Linked DNA regions of Thunnus thynnus: region 2 is linked to region 1. A link is a contact called in public Hi-C data. All regions are on one chromosome and are shown on one strand. The core of a region is the stretch at or near the end of the contact, and the rest is flanking DNA. Distances in the headings are between cores, read along the strand shown. Region 1 holds the start of irx5a (iroquois homeobox 5a). Region 2 holds the start of irx3a (iroquois homeobox 3a).

Evidence for each region. Hi-C and Micro-C count contacts between places; a contact is called where the count stands out from the background.
Region 2: a contact with region 1 is called in a Hi-C map of heart, with 9 times the contacts expected there. The contact joins the promoter of irx3a here to the promoter of irx5a in region 1. A contact is called at or near these places in 3 of 3 Hi-C or Micro-C datasets (heart and muscle).

The regions. Positions count from the first base shown.
Region 1 is chr1:29,256,787-29,260,307 of fThuThy2.1, forward strand. irx5a (iroquois homeobox 5a) reads right to left here and starts at 1,509. Exons shown (of 3, transcript XM_067594767.1): 1 at 716-1,509. The coding sequence starts at 973.
Region 2 is chr1:29,466,924-29,470,444 of fThuThy2.1, forward strand. It overlaps irx3a (iroquois homeobox 3a), which reads left to right and starts at 1,646. Exons shown (of 3, transcript XM_067594806.1): 1 at 1,646-2,173; 2 at 2,813-3,521. The coding sequence starts at 1,955.

The DNA.
Region 1 (3,521 bases), core at 259-2,758:
ATTGGCTTTCCTCCAGTAGGTCAAGTTTGAAGTATATTCTCATGGAGTTTGTTTCAACTTGATCAGATATTTAAAATTGGATTTTGTGCTTCTATTGTTTTCCCTTGTTATTATTTACATGATGTCGGCATGCAGCTGCTATTATTTCCGCCATTAAAATGATACAATTTGCTTTTTTTTTTTTATAACGTATTGACATTATGCATGATGGGCCCAACATTATGTTTCTTTGTAGTGACTAGGCCTACATTAGTATCAGTCCCTATGAATTACTTATGTTGCGATCACTCACTGGGAATACAACAAAAGTAGAACAGAATTTTCTTTCATCATTTTTCAAAAGTTGCAATATTTAAGTTTTCCAATTGGAGCAACTAATACGATGAATAAGATGATAGGAAAGATGACCCAAATTGCCATCACACGGCGCGTTGCAGTCAGTTCTGAGCGCAGAAGCAAAGCATTGCCCACTCTTTCTCATAAAAACTACAATTTACTTGAGAACCGTATAATTGTCTACTACTCAGTTAAATTAGTTCTGTTTATCCAACAACATGTTTTCTGGACCTGACATTATGTAATTTTATATCCATGCACTCTTCAGTAACGCATATTTCCTTCTTAATCTCTTGGCTCCTAGCGCACAGTGGAAGCTTAAGGCTTCTATATCGACTTAATATACTCGCTTTTACTTCTTACTAGACTGAATAATCACCTTTAGTTTACTCACCACGTACGAGGTGAATGTGGCAGCTGCCGCCGCGTCTGCACTGTATGGTAGATGGGAGTTGTAACCTGGCGAGGCGCTGGTGAACGCAGTAGATCCGGCATAGGGCGCAAAAGCAGATCCCGAAGAGGATCTCCCAAGTTCCTCGGTTCTGGGTCCCGATATAACGCTGGTGCTGTACGCAGGGCATGAATACAGGGCTAAAGAAGCGGACGGCTGGTACAAGTAGCCCTGAGGATACGCCATGCTGGAGCCCGGAGAGTGTAAGCCACTTAACTTGCGCACTTTACCCCCTTTATTTTCTCATGCGCTGCTGTCGGAGCGCATAGAGCCGTGTGTCTGCAGACCCGCTGTCTGTCCCCGCTTCTAAATGACAACGGTGAGGACAAAAAAAGTAAAAGTGGTAAAATAAAAAAGAGCTTAGATGTTGGATGGATTATTTTGGTCGCAGCCACTGCCCGTCGGATATGTTGTCTCGTTTTGTTTTTCTGTTGCTCCCTTATCTGAGTTGCACCGCCGCTCTCATGCCCGTGCAGAAGTTTTTTTTTTTACCCGTCGGACTGGGGCTTTGCTTGGGAAAATGTCCTGCCAAGATGCTAAGTTGGAAATTGAGGATCCTGACGCCTACTACGCTGCACACTACGCTCCTCCTCTTGGGGTGTAGTCACCGAAGGAAAAGGCAAGCTTGTGCTGGGTAACCACAGCCCTGCCCAAATCCATGCTCTCTCTCTCTCTCTCTCTCTCTCTTTCTCTCTCTCTCTCTCTCTCTCCCCCCCCCCCCCCTCTCTCTCTCTCGCTCGCTCGCTCGCTCGCTCTCTGTTTCTTCCTCACCCCCCTCCATCCCTCTCTCGCGTTAACTAACAATCCGTCTATTTCTCTATTTTTTTCCTCTTTAACAAGGATCGTTGCAGTAAGTCTTAAGTGCGCCTGGCAGCCCCCCTTTGGATGGCGACATCACGCGAGTCTGTCAACTCCCAACTTTCTTCTTTTTTTCTCCACTTTCACACTTGATCAATAACAAATCGGCTGTTGTATGCCAGGATATGGGCTTGCAAGATACCGGCAGGAATTTAAAAAAAAAAGGCGCTCCACTGCTGCACTCTTTTTGTTATTCTTTCCTTGTGCGTAAAAAGTCGTCATTTTAAATATGCGCGTTAAATCAACAGACTGATGCTTCGTGATCTCCGCGCGACTTGTGTTAAAATCCGCAATGGGAGTTTCAGATGGATTACTGCTATTGAAAAAAATCTTCGATTTCCTAACGCCAGACGCATTTTGCATTGGTAAGATATATGACAACTGTAAAAGTAAGATGACGCAAACAGCACTCGGCCGAATAGCTGTATCGTAATAGTTAATGTAAACAAACTTTTCCTTACCAACATGTATATGTAGTAATTGTAGAAGTATATTTTCTCTGCGCCGTCACTTGTGTTAGAAGGATTTACGGTGGTGACGGCTACATAGTTTTTGCAGTATATCCTTGAAAAAAGCAGTCAGATGATACACTCCCAGAAAGTCATAAACCCTCAAGCCAGGACAGATAGTGCCAACTACACCAAATCCGCCAGGACCAGTGGATGTAGCCTAATCTCATTTGATCACTGCAGATACATTTCTATGTTGAAATATTGTAAATCCCAGATTTATATTCTAGATTTATTTAACATGACACTCTTATCAGCAATTACTTTTTTATATTTAATAGACAAAAGACGCCAGTCTGCCAAACACATTTTTGATGTGATGCTCAATGCATTTAATTATTATTGTTATTATCATTATTATTATTATTATTATTGTTATTATTATTATTATTATTGCCAATATGGAAAATAATGATTAATTATAGGGCTTTTAGAAATAAATGCACCTGATTTGATCACTAAATTAGCTTTTAAAAAAAAATATTGGTAGCCGATTATGATTATTATTCACTTTGCTTCAGACATGTAAAAAGCCATTTTCATTGTGGTGATTGACTTTCCAGTTCAAGTCTCAGATAAGCCGAAAGGGATCGCTGTAGGCGCTGCTAAAGAGTGTGTGCACACACTGTCACGTGTTTTTTTACGCTCTGAAAACCTCTAGAGAGCAAAGAATGATGACGCTGGTACAGTGGGAGCCGACGCAGACTTTAAAAAAAAAGAAGAAGAAGAAGAGAGAGAGAGAGAGAGAGAGAGAAAGAAAGAAAGGAGGATGGATACACAAAGCGACCCTACAGTATAGCCTAATCAGATGACAGTGATACGATGAGACCTAGTTTCACAGCCTCCTGTAGTGTTTAGACAATCAAATAATTACTGGAACTTTTTCCTCATCACAACGGCTGCAACAAGGACCAAACTGATCCGCTGCCACTGACAATAATCATCCCTCTTCATGTAGGTTTAACGATGGGGAATAAACATAATGTAGCCTTATTATTATCTATGTTAAAAGTTTCAAGTGAAATTGTTGTCCGTGATATATCTCCTGAGATATAAAAGAAAACATCTCAGAATATTTTACGCCAGTGTGAGCTGATGCAAATTTACATGCAGAATTAGTGACGTTATTTTATTTTATTTTATTTATTTATTTATTGCATAAAAGATGTCGGCAAAGTTTATACACGAGAGAGCCCGGGATGAAGGGTCTCTGTCATGTGTCCTCCTTAATGCGTTTTGGTTCAGACTTGCTCTCTGAAGTAGGAGGAGGACCCATAATTTCAGATCACGCAGCCTATAATAGGAGCAGGTTATGGCAACTGCTACCACCTCACAGCACTGCTCTGATAAAGGAGGAGGTATAGGTG
Region 2 (3,521 bases), core at 396-2,895, 210 kb after region 1:
AAGAACACACACAGATTCAGGACAGAGGTTTACAGAAATAAGGCGTATCCTTATGGTAGCTCTATATAAGAAATTATAGCTGCTATTATCCCTCCCAGACAATGATAACTATCTGCTTCAAAAGAAGATTAAAGGTTTATACAAGTTCAGAGTTCTTGGAAACCCGGATCGCATTATCAAAACTAAACTGAGATTGATGAGATTTCATCTCGCTGTCAGTATTGCATTGAGACTTACCACATTCAAATAAAGTGCGTGAAATAATAATTCAACCTCTGGTGTTGTTTTGCAAACGATTAACAAAACAGATGCTGGTACAAAGTCGAGTTGAAATGCGATTATGGTTGTCCCGTACACACTTTTCTATATTGATTCACGGAATTTCAATTCTGACTCCCTTGTTTTGTTTTAATCCGTATTATTTACAAGAAACATCAGGTTGAATCAAAATTATCAAATGGATTTCTTGAAGGTGCGGTCTTTCCGGATTTTAGTGGATTAAGATCTTTCATTTAAAAACAGTAGCCTAAATTATTTGTTGACTCACTTCGAACCATATGTTTATTCACGAATTATTATTATTATTATTATTATTATTATTATTATTATTATTAATATTATTATTAAGATGGTTATTCTATTTGTTTTATTTTATTTTATTCCATTTGTTTATTTATTTATTTTTATTTTATTTATTTTTTGCCTTTGTTTATTGAAATCCGCGTGTTGTTTCACCAGAATAAACATCTTTCCAGTCCAATGTTTATTACTTATCATTGCTGTTACTTTACACTTAGTCTTCATTAACAGTGTAATGCGTCTATCATCAGCTCTCTCTTTGATGTCAAGTGGCTACACGGGACCCGTTTGATGTCTCAAATTAAAGAATGAATTGACTGCGATTCGCCTGCCACCAAGAGCCCATAACACCTCAAACCCGGTGTAAGAAAACACAGCTTGCACCCAGTGATGTAGCGATAAATAGGTGTGTATAACCTGTGATATAGGGTCATTGCAAAACATGACCACCGACAGTACTTACAAAGACATTACTTCATAATTATTTTCAGGTTTTCTGTTAGTGATTTACGTGCGTTTGATACTGGCCATTAAGATTTGGGAGAATTTAAACGTATGTCAATTTAAAAAGGTGTATGTAAAGTCTATCCCCTTATTAGAAAAGGAGCTGAAACCGGTTTATACTCAGCTTTTACTCCCCAATTTTACTTTATTTAACCAATACCTTCTTGGAGATGAGTCTCCAAGTTTGGTTCGGCAACTTTCTTCTGCATTTGTGTATTAAAAAGAAACTTCAGACAAAGAAAGTTAATCAGTCACTGACACCAAATATTTACAGTTGTGCAAACGGACAAAAAAAAATGTGAATTAACACAAAAAAAACGGTGGTAGGACAGACGAGAACAAATAACAAATGAAATAGATTGGCGAGCCATAAAATGAGATTTGAAACCCCATTCAAATAAGAGCTCGCGAAGTCAGTGCACTTATCCGAGAGAGGGAGAGAGAGAGAGAAAGAGAGAGAGAGAGAGAGAGAGAGAGAGAGAGAGAGAGAGAGGAGGGAGGGAGGGAGAAAGAGAGAGAGCGCTGTTTGGTGTGTGGTGTGCATGAGAGGGGTGAGATTTGAGAAATAGGAGGGGCTTCTAAACGACTAGAAATGTCAATCTGAGCAAGGGAGTCCCAATAATCTAAAGCAATCTGTAAGGACCTGACCTTAGTCCATCCAGATCAATAGGGAAGTGAGGGTGGAAAGAAGAAGAAGAGGAAGAAATAAGGGGCGCAACCGGATCGTTTACACTGGCTGTTCCCGAGGAAATATAGACTTCCCTTGCTTGCACCTTTTGTTGCTCACATGCTCACACTGTAAAAGTGGATATCGAGGCAATTCCCTTGCTTTGTGTGATTGCAGCAGACTTTTTCCCCCTTTCCTGCCACCATGTCTTTCCCTCAGCTGGGATATCAGTACATCCGACCGATATACCCACCGGAGCGCCAGGGGATCGCCAGCAATGCCCGGGCCGGGACAGAGCTCAGTCCGTCCGGCGCACTCTCCAACGTCCTCTCCACTATGTATGGATCTCCTTTCGCCGCAGCAGCGCAAGGCTATGGAGCGTTTCTCCCCTACTCAAACGATATATCAATTTTCAATCAATTGGTGAGTAACTCTTTGCTCTCGTTAAGTCTCTTATAAGTCAGTCTACATGTTACACTTTAAAAGAAACGATGAAACTACGCGGGCCTCGACGTGAGCTTTATTGGCACTTTTTAAGTGTAAACTTTAGGAGCGCCGTGGTGAACTTTGTCGTTGAATTGTTTTGTGAAAATGAGTTAAAAGTGGTTAAAAATTAACACATTAACAAATCGAGCTTTCGGTTGAAGGTTTAGCCGAAAAAAATAGAAAACTGAGTGAATAAAGAGTGAATAAAATGGTGTAAAGTGCTGTGGGAGGTTTACAGGTATAGGTGGGGTAGCCTATAAGTTTGTAAAAGTGAAGTCTTTCCTTCGAAGTATTTGATTTATAGAAATTAAAAATATCACAAAATTTCGTTCATTTTTTAGGCTAGTGGGACGTGAATAACAATTTAAGTTGTGACAAAAAATACGTTAACCATTTTGTTTGTTTACACTTCAATGATAACCTCATTATTGTTTTATTGCTGTAAATCCACAAAGCTTACTGTGGGATCATGATAATATGTGTCATGAAGAAGAATTTCAGAACAAGTATTTGTTTATGGTATTAATTTTTAAGTCTGATAAATCCCTCTGACTCTTGGATTCTTTGTCTTTGCAGGGGGCTCAGTATGAACTGAAAGACAGTCCCGGTGTCCAGCACCCAGGGTTTGCCCACCATCACCCTGCTTTTTATCCATATGGCCAATATCAGTTCGGTGACCCGTCCAGACCCAAAAACGCCACCAGGGAGAGCACCAGCACCCTGAAGGCCTGGCTCAGTGAACACCGCAAGAACCCCTACCCAACCAAGGGCGAGAAGATCATGCTGGCCATCATCACCAAAATGACTCTCACCCAGGTGTCCACCTGGTTCGCCAACGCCAGGAGGAGGCTAAAGAAGGAGAACAAGATGACCTGGGCCCCCCGGAACCGCACCGACGAAGAGGGAAATGTTTACCCCAGCGATCACGAGGGGGAGGAGGGGGACAAGAGGGAGGACGAGGAGGAGATCGACTTGGAGAACATCGACACGGAAAATATCGAGAACAAGGACGACTTGGACGACCAGGACGACCTGCATTCAGATATAAAACTAGACGGGAGGAGTGACTCTGAGATTTCTGACGGCTATGAGGATTTACAAGGGCCCGACCAGAGGTTTCTAAAGGCTGTGGGGAAAGAGGGTAAAGACGTGGAGAGAGGGGGAGAGCACTTCCACAGTCACCACCTCCACCATCACCACTCTTCTTTGGAAATCAAAACGTCCCAGCCAAACGGGGAACAGCTCAAACTGAACCCGGTGTCCGTTAACTCACCGCCCTCAGAAA